Linked DNA regions of Mus musculus: all the other regions are linked to region 1. Evidence: chromatin contacts called from public HiChIP or PLAC-seq, Micro-C and promoter capture Hi-C data. All regions are on one chromosome and are shown on one strand. Each heading gives the region's core, a stretch centred on a gene start, on an enhancer-like site or on the middle of the called end of the contact. The rest is flanking DNA. Distances are from core to core; before and after follow the strand shown. Region 1 overlaps Gm41512 (a long non-coding RNA gene). Region 2 overlaps Fam3b (family with sequence similarity 3, member B). Region 3 has its middle 18 kb from the start of Fam3b. Region 4 holds the start of Fam3b (family with sequence similarity 3, member B).

Region 1 (3,068 bases), core at 170-2,669:
CTGCAGGGATCAGAAGTTCAATGACAGGCAATAATACATACAAGGACAACCCGTGAGCACTTTGTGGAAATGCCTGCAGAAGGGTACCTCCCATTCTCCATAGGCTTCAGGATGCTTCTTGAAGCAGGTCACAGTGACAGAGGATAGAATGTAGGCCAGAGGGAGAGAATACATAAGGTTTGCTGACTAAATACATCCTGTATGGACAGGTAGGCACCTCAGAGAGCATAAGGAGGGATTGAGTGTGGCCAGAATGGACATTCACTGTGGATTTGTCTGAAGAACGGGGGAACCAAAGTGGGTTGAGCTACTAGATAAATGTGAATTTTCTCAGTCATTGACAGGGCATGTGGGCAGCTGGGTAGCAGTCTCAAGTGATGACAAGGAAGGCCTGCTTTGTTGGAGTCTGGAGATGAAGGAGGCAGCATTTGAGAACCGGCAATGCTCCCCTCTATATGGCCATGAATGGGACCCGGGAATGAAACCTTAGCTGGGCAGGTGCCAAATCTGTTCCAAGAGCCTGATGGTCACCTGCAGCAAGAAGAGGGCAAGGAACAACCACGGGAGTGTGTGTGTGTGTGTGGGGGGGGGGCAGGGCTCAGTTCCTGCGATGCAATGTGAGGTGCTGTCTGGATCCTTACAGGAAATGTTCAGTAGACACAGAGTTCAGGAGTGAGGTCTGGGTAGGACAGAAGCTGCAAGTTCGCTTCTTCTAGGTGACTAAATATGGCCTCTGCTTCCAGCCTCCACCTCCTTGATGTCAGTCGTGGCTGGTCACACCATCAAGTTCACTTTAAGTTCCCTTCTCTTCCTTTCTCTGCTCCTGCAGGGGCCTGCAATGCTGGTGCTAGCTCAATAAAAGCTGTAGGCATCCACCTTCCACTACACAGCTGTGTTTTCTTACAGTGGTGGAGGTGGGAAGCCTGAGACCAAAGGTGGCTTTGCCTCCTGTCCCTTTCTCACCTCTGTATTGCTTGTGGTGTCCTTGGCTTGGAGTAATATCATCCTAGTCTCCGCTTATATCTGCACATAGCCTCCTCCATGATTTCTGTCTCGTAGGACCTGCCTCACTTCTGCCTGACCTCATCTAATATCAACTGACTCCTTCCTATTTCCAAACGAGGTCACCTCCACAGGCACAGGGATTTAGGACTTCAACTGTAAGCCTGAACTGTAGGACAAGAGCAGTAACTACCCCTCTGCCTCTGTGTAGACATTTACTGGATCAAGAATGTTTCTGCAGGGAAAGGTAAGTCATTCCTGAGAACCCAGCCTTGGACTGCTCAGGGGGATAGCTGTCTTCCTTTACCAGAGATAGCAAAAAACCCCAGGTCTCTCTACACATACACTGTGGGACCTAGGCTGCTTGCTTTGGCTCAGCACTGCTAGTTCACCAAGGAGTCTGCTGCTGTCTGGCCTGGGGCCACCATTCCACACTGGGGAGGGACTGAGCTGGGTGCACAGGAGTAGGGTGGGGTAGGGTGTGGTGTGGTGTGGTATGTCTCCGCAGAGGTCATGAACCCAACTCAACCTTTTAGCTGTGAACCTTTTAATAACCCTGCAGCCTCAACTGTAAGAAGGGGCCATTTGACACTCTTCTCCAGGGCCATAGAGGGTTAAGTGACACTGGTCTGGTACTCAAGAAGAAACACACAACTTTATGTTATTCTTGGCTTGGCTTTGGTCCTCATTTGCAACTTTAGTAGCATCACCTTTGGGATTCTTTCCAGGTTTTTGCAGCTACTTGTCACCTGCCTAAGCAGTTATTCAGCCTCTCTGAACCAAAACACACAGTTTGCCTTGAATTCCCAGGGAGTTCCCCAGGGAGCACCCCAGTCCCCAATGCACAGGGTAGACAGGGGTGCCTGGACAATGTCATGATGTCCCCTTCTGGGTTCAATGGATGAGCTTTGCTGTCAATACTTCTGAGTATGAAATTAGCATGTCATTGCATCACTACCAAAAGAGTCTAGACTTTTCCTTTCAGGTATCAGGACCATGGTAGGAAGAGAGGAAGGAGAAAGATGGCTTAAGCTACCTGGTTAGGGAGCTTAGGGAAGATTGTGAATACTGGACCAGGTATTCACTTCCTCTGCCACTTCAGTCCCCAGGTAAGGTCTGAAAGCCCCATGCCAGGGGCTGGCACCCCAGTGAGCTGCTTTAGGAAAGGGCAGATGTTCCCATCTCCAAACCACTATCAGCGCCAGAACTTACTGGCTTGGGGGCTGTCGGTCATCGTGTTTCATCACAATAGTAATCCTAAGAAAAGTCTTCTTACATGGATTATTTCATGGACCACAGGGTTCTTTCTATTTTAAAGCAAATGTGTAACACATCTCCATACTCCATGGTCTTCAAGGATGAGATAGAAGTCTTTGAAGACATTTTAAACCTTGAGGAGGCAGCTCAGGAACACAGATGCTGAGTGTGTGACCGGCTTCAGGTAGTGCTTGCTCCAGTAGCAGAGTGCTGCAGGTAAGTCTGCTTGGTATAGTGGCCAGCACTCTGCTCAGATCCAGAGATACCCAGTGGATGACTAAGGCAGAGCTGAGGTATAAACCCGGAAACACTCCTTATGCTTGTTTTCTCTGTTTATTTGTCAGATGTTCAGATAGCTACCATAACCCATGCCCTAAAGGCTTGCCTGGTCTCATACCAGCTGGATAAGATGAAATGCCAAACCTACAACCTAGCTGCCAGCACCAAGCCCTCATATGCTGGCTCACCCATACAGGGAGACTATAGCTCCATCTTTGCTCAGCTCCTCTTCTTGCCCAAGATCCTGTCTATTATGTCAGATGGAACATACCCTACGTAGCTGTCTTTTTATGGATGGAGCAAGGAGACAAGCCATACAGAAGCAGTGCAGCCTGGCTCAATTAACTGGAGTGAGAGATTCATAGAAACTGACCATTGTAGGCTCCAGGCACTAGCCATCCAGAGGGACCTGGTCCATACATTGATGAACTCTTGAGACGCTGTGCCTGGATCTAGCTCTTTAGGTGCTGAGTGTGGGGAAGGTCCATGGGACACAGGTATTCGGGCATTGAGTGTGGGGAAGTCTCATA
Region 2 (3,440 bases), core at 543-3,042, 190 kb after region 1:
TTACACTGTAATGAATTCTAAAATCACATAATTTTTGCCTAAAAGTCTTACTTTACAAACCATTTATGGTCCAACAACAAAATAACCAAAAACTGAATCTAAAAGAGACTTTGCAATTGAGGAAGAATAGGCTGAGGGGACACAGTGAAGCTCAGATCCACATAGACCCTGACCCTGGATTCTTTCGCTCTTGGATTCTGGGGACCCAGTAGAGGGTAACAACGCTGACCAGTTCTGTTCAGCTGCTGTGGGCCATGGAAACCTGTGCAAGTGCCCTGGCTTCCTCTAGGGTCCTAGTGTTTATAAGGGTCTCTTGCAGTAAGAACCAAAGCTAGAGAACAGGGAGTCAAGCAGAAAGCATCTGGTTACAGAGCCAGTGACTGCAGAGCTATGGGACAGAACAAAACACCCTCAGTCACACAACCTCTCTGGACACCTAGTGTGAAGGGGACTCTGAGGAAAGGAGAGGACTATTAACATCCAGTAATTAACCAAGTTCAGAGAGTCCTAGAAAAGTGACCAGGTACTCCTGGAGACCAGCCTATTGCTGCATGACCTCCCTGGGAGAAGTAGAAGGAACTTCTAATCAACTCATATTAGGAAGGAGCAGATGGGACAGAAAAGGAGTCCAGTAAGTCTAGCTAGCTGACATAAATTAATTCATTCAGGTTGTTAAATAGAGCCTGGATAGCTTACAGAGTCTTGCCACAGCCACCACCCACTCTCTGCCCACCAAGGTCCTATTTTGTAGGCTCCTAGACTCCAACAGTTAAGCAAACCTAGTTCAGCCCACTATCTAGTGTTGAAGAGGCAGAGGTGACTGCAGGCTCACACTATGTGGGGTGCAAAAAACCAAGCTCAAGTTCCCTGTTTCTGTGTGTTCCAACCTTGCTCTTATCAGGGGTTCTGGTTTCAGCAAACACTGTCTAACCATGGGCGAGATGGCTTGGAGCCCATGGGGAAGGACAGCCTGTTTTGCTGCAGATTGGCACATAGATGACCACAAGATGGAGTCACTCTGTCCAGGATTTAGAAGAATAATCCCACCACACAGCCCCTCTTCAGGCTAGGGACCTCTCCAGTCCTATTTCCTCCAGAGTCACTTAGAGGTAATGTGACCAAAAAGGGTACTAGGACTACCAGTGTACAATGGGTCTCTGGAGCTTTCTCTTAAAAGGCCTTTTCTTTTCTTTTCAGATGAGACAGGAAAAGTGATAGCGACAAAGTACTTTGATATGTATGAAGGTGGTAAGAAAAAATTCTTCTGATTAAAATGAAGACTAAACTGTGTAGACTCCATGGGAGGAAACAGAAGCATGGCTCGATGAAGAAGCAGAGAGTTCCTTTGACTTGTGTTTATTGAGTACAGGGTCTGTCACAATTCTGAGCCTTGGGGCTGACCTATTGTCCCTGATGGCAGAGGTGTTCATTGGGTGCTTGCAGAAGCTGGGTTGGTGCCAGGTGTGGCTAACTCCAGCAAGGTTTCATTTATTTTAATTTACTTAGGGCTTTCCACTTTGCATGGCTTACCTTGTTTCCATCTTTGGACTTATGTTTGTTGTACCCTGAGTACCTGCTTCAAGTTGTCCATGTTCCCAAGGCTTCTCTAAGATAGCTTCCCATGGAACCCCCTGACATCACTCCTGAGGAAGTAGCCAGTGCACCCCTTGAAACCCTGGGACCAGTCTAGGGAGCAAGACATTCAGAGAGTAGGTGACAGCAGAGTGGGAAGGAAGCCTACAACCAGGGTAGCAGCCTCACTCACCGAGAGGACTCTGAACTACTGTCTGGCCTTGACCCTACAGATAACTCCGGGCCAATGGCCAAGTTCATTCAGAGCACTCCTTCAAAATCCCTGCTGTTCATGGTGACTCATGATGATGGAAGTTCCAAGTAAGTGTGTGTGTGTAGTTTTCCCCATGTGACAAGTGCAGGCAGCCAGGGAGATGACAAAGACCCCTGGATTTAGCAACTCCTAGAGAGTCCAGGGAGTGCGATACTTCTACAAGGGAAGGGAAAAATGGTCATGGCAAATGCCAGGAATCACTCCCATCTCTGCACCAGGGTATATTTTTATTCATGCACACACACATGCATACACATGCTATACACACACATTTATGTGCTTATACACAAAGTGACCGTGCACGCATGCACGCGCATGCACACACATACATTCATGCACACACTCACGCACACACCCCACATTTCCACAGGAGGCCTTCTCATGCTTTCTCCTTTGCCCAGACTGAAGGCTCAAGCAAAGGATGCCATAGAAGCCCTTGGAAGCAAAGAAATCAAGAACATGAAGTTCAGATCAAGCTGGGTGTTTGTTGCAGCAAAGGGCTTTGAGCTCCCTTCAGAAATCGAGAGAGAAAAAGTGAGTGACTTTTCTTAATCCTCAGATGGGGCCATGGTGTGTAAAGGTTCTGTAGGTAGTCACCCACACAGAGCACTGGTCAGCCTCTTCCATTAGGTCCATGTTCCATCCCAGACTTTTTTAGTCTCACTACAGACTGCAAATGGGATCCTCGGAGTGGTTCCAGTCACTGGTGGTGACTATTCTGTTTGGGCAGGAGGCTAGCCTTCTTTAGTTCCTCGTCTGGGGGTAGCAATCACACAGAGAGGGGACTGCCTGAAGTGGTTCTCTATGAACCACTTCCAATATGGTAAGTACCAAATATGAACTGGACAGAGCTGCTTTGGCTGATTGCCATTCTTGGAGGAGTCACAGTGACTTGATGCCTCCGCTTATCAAAGATCAAAGGGAAGTGAGTGAAATTTGACTTATCACCATGTCTCCTGTGAGCATCCCAGCTGATGGGTGGTGTTACATGACTATGTGAGGTCCATGCCTTTGGAGACTATTACCCAACCCTTTTGACCAACATACATAGGTCTAAAGAGAAAGAGATTGGCTGCAAAGCCAAGGCCATAATTCTGATGAGGCCATCTTTCTACTTAGCTAGAATTCCAAGAGGGCAGAGCTTGACCTTTGTCCAGGGTTACACTAAGTCACATATGATTCCACTTGAGACTCTGCTCCCACTGTCTAGAACAATAGTTTAAAGAAGACAGTGGCAACCAGGAGCAGCCGGCCCTCCTCTTATTGGTGTGGGAGGAGGCACAATACCCAGGTCACTGTTACTAGATCCAGAGGTCTTGGATCTTTTGGGATGCCCTCAGATCTGAAACTGAGGAATCTGGAGGTCATGGTCATGTTGGCATGCTCCAGTCAAAACATGTTTTCACCACGGTGTCCACTTAGCTTGCACATAGGAAGCCAGCCCTGCAGAGAAGGCACTTCTCATCCTGCTGTGTGCTGTGGGCAGTGGAGGCCGCATGGTCACCTTCAAAGGAAGGAGGCTGTGCTTGTTGGTGCCCTTGACCCATGGGTGTTGAGGGGAGATAGGCATGAGTCAAGGGGACAGGGCCTCAGG
Region 3 (3,459 bases), core at 568-3,067, 140 kb after region 1:
TGTTGCTTTATAATGTCAGACAAGGAGTGAAGCCTGATACCTGTCAGGGTAATAAATTCTTACTAGGGTTGATGGTGGGGCAGCTGGCTTCATGGTGTCAGGTTGGGGGTGAGGAGGGAGCCAACTCTAGTATCATCCGAGCTATCGGTGTTGAAGCTCCCCTTGGCCCTTCCTCTGTAATCCTGTGCTATTACCCAACAAGGTTCTACCGTGAAAGTGCTAACAGGAACGTTTATGTAAAGTCATTGAGCAGAGAAAGTCATGAACTGGATGCATTTACCAATGGCATTGGTAGGGACATGAATGAGCAGGCTATGGCAAGGGGCAGGGGGAACCTCTGCTGCAGGTCTAAGAACTTGATTAATTTTGGCATGGGTAGGTGCTAGTGGTACTAGTTTAATACAGCCCAAAAGGTTTTGAAAGAACCTAGTGGGGAAACCCCCACTCAATTACTGTTCGGCGTGCACCCAAGAATCACGAACAGATGACCATCTTGATGTAAAAGCATGAGGTAGTTTAATGACGGAGCTCCAGGCCGACACATATCTCCCGCTGGAGACAGAGGTGTTGACCACATGGTGGAGCCATAATGGCGGAGCTCCGGTTCGAAACGTATCTCACACAGGAGACAGTGGTTTCGACCCCAAGGCTTGGAAGTTAGGGACTTTTATAGAAAAGGGGTGGGGCTGGGGAGGAATTGGTGTGGTTTCACGTGATTGGTCCATTTAAACATTAACAGACTGTCAGAAGGGCGGGAGATAGGGAGGCACTAGGCCAGTCAGGACATGTAACCACGGGCCTGCCCGGGCATGTCCTGGCCTGTTCTGCTATGTTCTCAGCCCCCGGTTTCAAAGCTCACAAACAACTCTTTGGGCTATTTGACATAAATTACATGAATCACAGGTCTCAAGGTTTATTTCCTTTCAGTTTCACCCCACAGTCATGCATAGAGGCAGGCAATAAAAGGCTTTTCAGGGGACGAAAGTTAGTCCAAGACTATTTTGTCTTTCAAACTGCACAATTTCCACTGCCCATGATAGTGAAGTTTTGTCAGTCAGTCGTCAGTCAGTCAGTCAGTCATCTGCAAGATCCTCAGCACAGATGGAGCTTTTCCCTGGAACTTCAGTTCTCATGTGATGAGGAATCCTACTCACCCTTTGGTTTTCATAGTGACAGTCACTGAAGTTAGCCTGGGGTTAGCCACTCAGCTACTGTGTTTGCTTGGAAAGACATGACATTGTCTCTTTGCCCTTTCAGCTTCCATTTGTTTTAGAGCCAGTTATTCTCTGTGTCAGAGGCCTCTCCTGTTCTGCTTTAAGAACACTGGTTCTATTTGGTGGAGTGAGAACTGTTCTGATTCTATAATCGAAGATAAACTGTTGGGGCTGGCCAGCGGCTCACATGTCTGGGTTCGAGCCTGGAAGGCATCTTGGAACTGAAAGAAAAGAGGGAGCCTAGGCGGGTTGAGAAATAATGGAACCAAGACAACTAGTCTGCTCAAGGTTCAAATTTCTAATGGCGGACATGCTTTATAAAAGAGGGGGGAGGGGAAGTCCATTCCCTCTAACTCATCCTTGGAACCAGCTGCAGGTGATGAGTGCAGGATAGGGTATAGTCTCCAGAAGAGATCCAGGGCCTCTTAGCAGGTAGCAGTATCTTGAAGAACAGCGGCAGTGGCAGAACAATAGAGTGATCTAGGGAGGAAGGCTCCACCCTAGATAATCTCCTTAGTGGCAGCAAGGACAAGGTCAGGCTCAGCCTGCTTCAGGCTTATGGGAGGCTACAATAAACTGGTTACAAACTTCAAGCTGGTTTGCTGTGTTTGCCCTCTGCTGGTGCCAGAATGAATTGCACCAACAAACACTGAATTTCAGTGGGACTAATGAAGGCTCTATTTCTGTGTTACCCATGCTATCAGGAACAATTTTGGTTAAGCCTCTATGTGATATCAGGAGCTATCTTCTCCATTATCACTCTGCCCTGCCCTGCCCTGCCCTGCCCTGCCCTGCCCTGCCCTGCCCTGCCCTCCCCTCCTCCTTCTCCTCTTCCTCTTCCTCTTCCTCCTCTTCCTCCTCTTCCTCCTCGTCCTCCTCCTTCTCCTCCTCCTCCTCTTCTTCCTCCTCCTCCTCTTCCTCCTCCTCCTCCTCCTCCTCCTCCTCCTCCTCCTCTTCTTCTTCCCTCACCCTCTCTCTTTCTTTTGGGTTTGGGAGACAGGATTTCTCTATGCAACAGCCCTGGCTGCCCTGGAACTTGATTTGTAGACCAGGCTGGCCTTGAACTCACAGATCTATTTGCCTCTGCCTCCTGAGTGCCAGGATTAAAAGCATGTACCACCATGCCCAGCTAACTCTGCATATTTCAAATAGGACGTCCAGTGACATTCAGCCTCATCAACACAAAGCCTGTGAAAGTAGTAGTTGAACCTTCGTCTGTACGAGGAAGTATCCAGAGTCAGGCAATGGTAACTGTTGTAACCCCTGAATTACTGATACTAGAGAAACTTCAGTCTTGTGGATAGTTAGTTTGCTTCTACGTTCCCCACCCCCCATGCCCCCTTACCCACCAGAAGCTCCCATCATCACTCTAGCCTGAGGCAAGCACAGATGTTCAGACAGCTGGTTTTTGTGCTGCATTCTCCTGCAGCAAGCCCCTCCCTCTCCCTGGCCTCTCCCCTAGCGTTAGAATGGCACTACCCATAAAACTCCCCATTTAATAAAGACATCCTGAGGAAACATTGAGAGATATCCTCTCTGTCAAAACCCAGCACTCCTCCTGATAAGCAGCAGAACTCTTTAGGTGCCTGTCCTTGAGACCTTAGAGAAATAACAAGCTCAAGGGAGATTAGGGCCTCACGTTTAAATCATGGAGAAAAGGCAATCAGAGGTCACAGTTATGACTGACCATAAAATTAGTCCTTGAACAAACACCATTAACCAACATTCAGGGGATTCCTAACTATACTGTATATAAACCCAGTGTTTTCTGGACTCAGGATTAATTGCCAGAATTCACGCGGTGAGTGCGAGGCAGGCAATCCGAGTTTGAACTTGAAACAATAAAAGACTCTTTTATAAGTTGCAGCAGACATCGAAATTCTTGGGCTCGTCTGGGTTTCCTGTGGACTCGGGCACAACAGTAACTTGTGACTTTGGGCCCACAGTCCTTTGGATGGGAATGCACATATCTGCCAACAGTTGCTGTGTACTACACAAAGCTCTGAATAGGGTGCTGCTTGTGAAAAACACACTGTTTAGGCTGAACATATTGGGTGTGGTATAAGGACATGTAGCTGGTTGTTACACTCTGAATATCATGCCAATGGGGCTTGTACTGGCTGGTTTTGTGTGTCAACTTGACACAAGTACGTTCTATAAGAAGGCAGGTTGAGCAAGGCATGGGAAGCCTCTTCACAGCCTCTGCATCAGCTCCTGACTCCATGTTCTAGCCCTGCTTGAGCTT
Region 4 (3,443 bases), core at 123-2,622, 160 kb after region 1:
ATCTGGTCCCTCTAATTTGGGAGGACTGGAGCAGGTGAGAACAGTGTGCTTTCTTTGTCTCCTTGGATGAAACAACACAGAAAGTCTCATAAACGCCACTGTACGAGAGCAGGTTAGGGAAGGGTTTATTCTAGCTCATAGCCCATTGTGGTGCTGCCAGGATTTACTAGGTATGTTAGCATATGAGAACATGCCTCTACAATGTTCTGGAAAAGGAAGTAGAAGTATTGGCTTCGTAGTGTTCTCATATGCTAGAGTACCTAGTCAATCCTAGCAGCAGAAAAATGAGGTCAGTTGTGTTTTCAGTCAGGAATCAGCAAGAGATGGATGCTGTTGCTTAGTACATTTTCTCTGTTTCATTCAGTTCAGGACCCTAGATCATGGAATGATGCCACCCATATCCAGGGTGGTCCCTCCTATTTTGATTAACTGATCTAGAAAACCCCTCAAACACATGCCCAGAGATTTGTCTCCTAGGTGAATCTAGATCTTGTCAAGCTGACGTTCAATACTAACTGTCATGTCATAGCCAATACTTCTTCCTTTTCCAGAACATTGTAGAGACATGTTCTCATATGCTAGAGTACCTTGTGTTGTATGACTCAACTCTTTGGGCTCCTTGGAAGAGGAGGAACAAGGATGGAATAGAATTCCTACAGCTGGACTGGAGTCTCAGCTTGCCTTAGTTACTTAAGACCACTGTGACTCTAATGAGCTAAAAAGTTCTGTGAAAACCTGAACCCTGGAGATTGAGAGGGTACTGTGCCTACTCAGGTGGAAGGGTGGGTAAACCTAGGAAGCCTTCACCCATTCACTTGACACCATTTCTGAGTCCCATGTCCTTGTATATACATATCCCAAGGGACCTGGAGCTCTTTCTCACCTCATTTCCCTAAAATAATCATCCCATCAGTAAAGAAGGAAGGGGTTGGCACCACACTGGGTCACATGTCAGCAAGGGGGCAGTGTGACGACTTTGGACACAATGTAGAGCCTTGGCATTTGGAGCAGGAGCTTTGCTCTAGGATTCTGTGTTCATGAGGCTTGAGCCAGTCTATACTTTACTGCCATTTCTTGTGAAACTAAGGTCGGGAATACTATTGTTAGGGGCGCCTTAAAGTAAACTCTTGGTGTTCTTTCTCTGATTACATTAGCTCTAGCCTTTGGCCGTCTGTAGCCCCAGGTGAACAGGACAGAAAGTGCCTCCTGCTTCTTAGGTGACCCTGGAGCTCCAGGGTGCTACCAGCTGTGCAGCCCCACCCATACCTGTTAGCCTGCCAGTCTGCCAGCTACTCTGAACCTTCCTGCTTTATGGATCCTCCCATTTGCTGGGAATTGGTCCACCCTTTTCTGCCTGCCCCAAGGGCGGTCATAATCTATGTGCAGCTCAAGCAGGTAGGCCAGCTTTCATAGGTCCCTGGGGATTGCAGCCAAGAGCTGAGTAGAAAGAGAGCAGTTTCTGGAAGATGCGTCCAGTTGCTACAGGTGAGTACCAGTACAGCTAGACTTGCTTCTGTGTGGGTGGAGGTGGCAGCATCCCTCTGCCTCCTTAACTGCCAAGCTGAAACAGAAGGTGAAGGCTCTGGACAAGCCACCTCTTGTGAGACCTAGGATCCTTGTGGGAACCAAAATCTGGGAGGTTAAGGGGTGAGAGCTGAGATTTCTGAGAGGGCTACCCCTCTCTCCATCTCTTCTTATTACTCAATGGGGGTGGGGTTATATTTACTCTCCTACCTACACAGTAGACATCAGGTGAGGGTGGGCAGGGGTGACCAAGATGGCTTAGTCCTGGGGACCATCCTATCAGAGTGAGAGGCCCTAGAACAAGGACAGCTGGGTAGGGGTTGGCTGCTAGCTGGGGTTAGCTGACCAGCTTAGGAATTTATGAAAAGTGGAAAGGACAGCAAGACAGCCCCATTTGGGGTTTACTTGGGGAAGTGAGAAGTGGGAACCCCGATTACTGGTGGTCTTGACAACACACAAGCACCCTTTCTTGGGTTTTTATTTTTCTCAGGGTCCTTGACATTGGCATGAGACTTGGGAAGACAGTAAAGGGGGAGAAAGCTCACTGTTTCCCTCAGCTCTTGAGTCTCCCAGAGCCTGCCTTCTGTGGATAGAGTTCTGTCATTCCTTGTCTCATTTACACCGTGAAGAAGCCAACTTCTCTGAGGGCAAGCACCATGGCAGTGGCAGCAGCGTGGCAAACACAGCAGGCGCTGTGCAAACATGGCAGACCTAGAAAGGGGAAGTGTCCTTGACTTCCCTCTCAGGCCTCTTTCCTGCTTCTGCACTGATTTGGGTGTCCTGTAGGGTAGGTGGATGGAGGTGTGTGTGTACATGTGCATCTGTATGAACAAGGGCAGCATGCATGATGTACTGTTGCAGAACAGTCCTCTTTGTGTGACTGAGCTCTGTGGTTTTTGCATAGTGACATTTCTTAGGGCACATCCCTGGCCCTGACAAATGAACATAAATGAAGCATGTCCCTCATATGGGACACTGGCTTTCATTCCTGTGCTTTTGGAAGAATGGTTTCATTATTTCCATATAGTACAGTTAGAAAATCATTTTCCTGACTACATATAGAAAGAGCTGAAGTTACTAGTTGTGTTCTCTCACAGACAGCTATTTTCTACCCAGCCCTTGTGACATACACAAGAGCTGTGTGGCTCATTTGTGCAAAGATTTCAGGTAATTTCATAGTTGTACTTCTTCATCAGGTGTGGTTGTAAGAGTAGGGGCTGTGTTACCTTGGTGAGCTAAGGGTTTGGCTGTGCTCTTGGAGTAGACTTTTTCATTGACTCAGCTGTCTAGCTTTAGATTTGTTCTCACCGGGCCTAGGAAGCTGCCACAATACCATCCCCATAGATATCTTCTCCATCAGCTGGGGTGTTGACAAGGTGGTTAATGGTGGCACTTCCTTCCCCAAAATCCTCAATGGACAGGGCAAGGAGGCAGTGGACACCAAAGTCAGCTAAGCCCTGAGAGATGGCTCTTTAGCCTCAGACTTCCTGGCTTTCCAGGTCTAAAAGGCGTAGATGTCACCAGCAACTTGGATGAATGTTGGCAAGCATTAGGGACAGCTTCATTGTCCTCTCTCAGATCGGAAGAAACCTATTACCAAGACAAATCGTCTTCTTCCAAGTGTGTCTGTGTCATATCACCTCTTCCTAAAAAGACACAATCAATTGGATCAGGGTCCTTCTAGTTACCTCATTTTAACTTATCTTCCCCTTTAAAGATTCTTTGAGTCATAAAATTCTTTGCATAGCGTCATATAGTCTTAAGGTTGATTTCTTGTTGACTCTTTAGTTATATGGCCAGGCTTCAGAGGCCCTAGGCATTTGACAGTGAGGAAAAGTCTAGAACACATATACACACACATATGGACATACATGCAGGTGCATGTACTTTCACAGAATACATAAATCTAAGGACCAAGT

Evidence for each region. Promoter capture Hi-C pulls out the DNA fragments that hold promoters and counts their contacts. Hi-C and Micro-C count contacts between places; a contact is called where the count stands out from the background. HiChIP or PLAC-seq counts read pairs in DNA pulled down with a chosen protein or histone mark.
Region 2: a contact with region 1 is called in an HNF4G HiChIP or PLAC-seq map of pancreatic cancer cells. The contact joins two enhancer-like sites. A contact is called at or near these places in 1 of 39 promoter capture datasets (hippocampal neurons), 1 of 484 Hi-C or Micro-C datasets (nephron progenitors), 1 of 115 datasets of contacts at active chromatin or transcription factors (pancreatic cancer cells) and 1 of 9 other capture datasets (pancreatic islet).
Region 3: a contact with region 1 is called in a Micro-C map of trophoblast stem cells, with 7 times the contacts expected there. The contact joins two enhancer-like sites. A contact is called at or near these places in 19 of 484 Hi-C or Micro-C datasets (the AML12 cell line, the N1E-115 cell line, astrocytes and 13 more), 3 of 115 datasets of contacts at active chromatin or transcription factors (the SCID.adh cell line, embryonic stem cells and pancreatic cancer cells) and 1 of 9 other capture datasets (pancreatic islet).
Region 4: a contact with region 1 is called in a promoter capture Hi-C map of trophoblast stem cells, with 4 times the contacts expected there. The contact joins the promoter of Fam3b here to the enhancer-like site in region 1. A contact is called at or near these places in 6 of 39 promoter capture datasets (hippocampal neurons, liver, pre-B cells and 2 more), 6 of 484 Hi-C or Micro-C datasets (the AML12 cell line, B cells, cardiomyocytes and 3 more), 2 of 115 datasets of contacts at active chromatin or transcription factors (embryonic stem cells and pancreatic cancer cells) and 1 of 9 other capture datasets (pancreatic islet).

What each region holds. Positions count from the first base shown.
Region 1 is chr16:97,664,097-97,667,164 of GRCm38.p6, reverse strand. Gm41512 (a long non-coding RNA gene) reads left to right here. Exons shown (of 3, transcript XR_876311.2): 2 at 1-209; 3 at 1,060-3,068. Among named protein-coding and RNA genes, the nearest start is that of Gm41512, 5.1 kb to the left of the region's middle. Within about 2 kb of position 1,419, at least 46 of the 459 cell types and tissues checked have an H3K27ac peak or open chromatin away from gene starts, as enhancers often do. A contact at or near this core is called in the SCID.adh cell line, pancreatic cancer cells and trophoblast stem cells, where this site is marked.
Region 2 is chr16:97,474,188-97,477,627 of GRCm38.p6, reverse strand. It overlaps Fam3b (family with sequence similarity 3, member B), which reads left to right. Exons shown (of 8, transcript NM_020622.3): 5 at 1,198-1,248; 6 at 1,806-1,893; 7 at 2,248-2,380. Among named protein-coding and RNA genes, the nearest start is that of Fam3b, 29 kb to the left of the region's middle. Within about 2 kb of position 1,792, at least 33 of the 459 cell types and tissues checked have an H3K27ac peak or open chromatin away from gene starts, as enhancers often do. A contact at or near this core is called in pancreatic cancer cells, where this site is marked.
Region 3 is chr16:97,521,614-97,525,072 of GRCm38.p6, reverse strand. No RefSeq gene overlaps it. Among named protein-coding and RNA genes, the nearest start is that of Fam3b, 18 kb to the right of the region's middle. Within about 2 kb of position 1,817, at least 21 of the 459 cell types and tissues checked have an H3K27ac peak or open chromatin away from gene starts, as enhancers often do. A contact at or near this core is called in the SCID.adh cell line and trophoblast stem cells, where this site is marked.
Region 4 is chr16:97,502,865-97,506,307 of GRCm38.p6, reverse strand. It overlaps Fam3b (family with sequence similarity 3, member B), which reads left to right and starts at 1,372. Exons shown (of 8, transcript NM_020622.3): 1 at 1,372-1,485. The coding sequence starts at 1,467.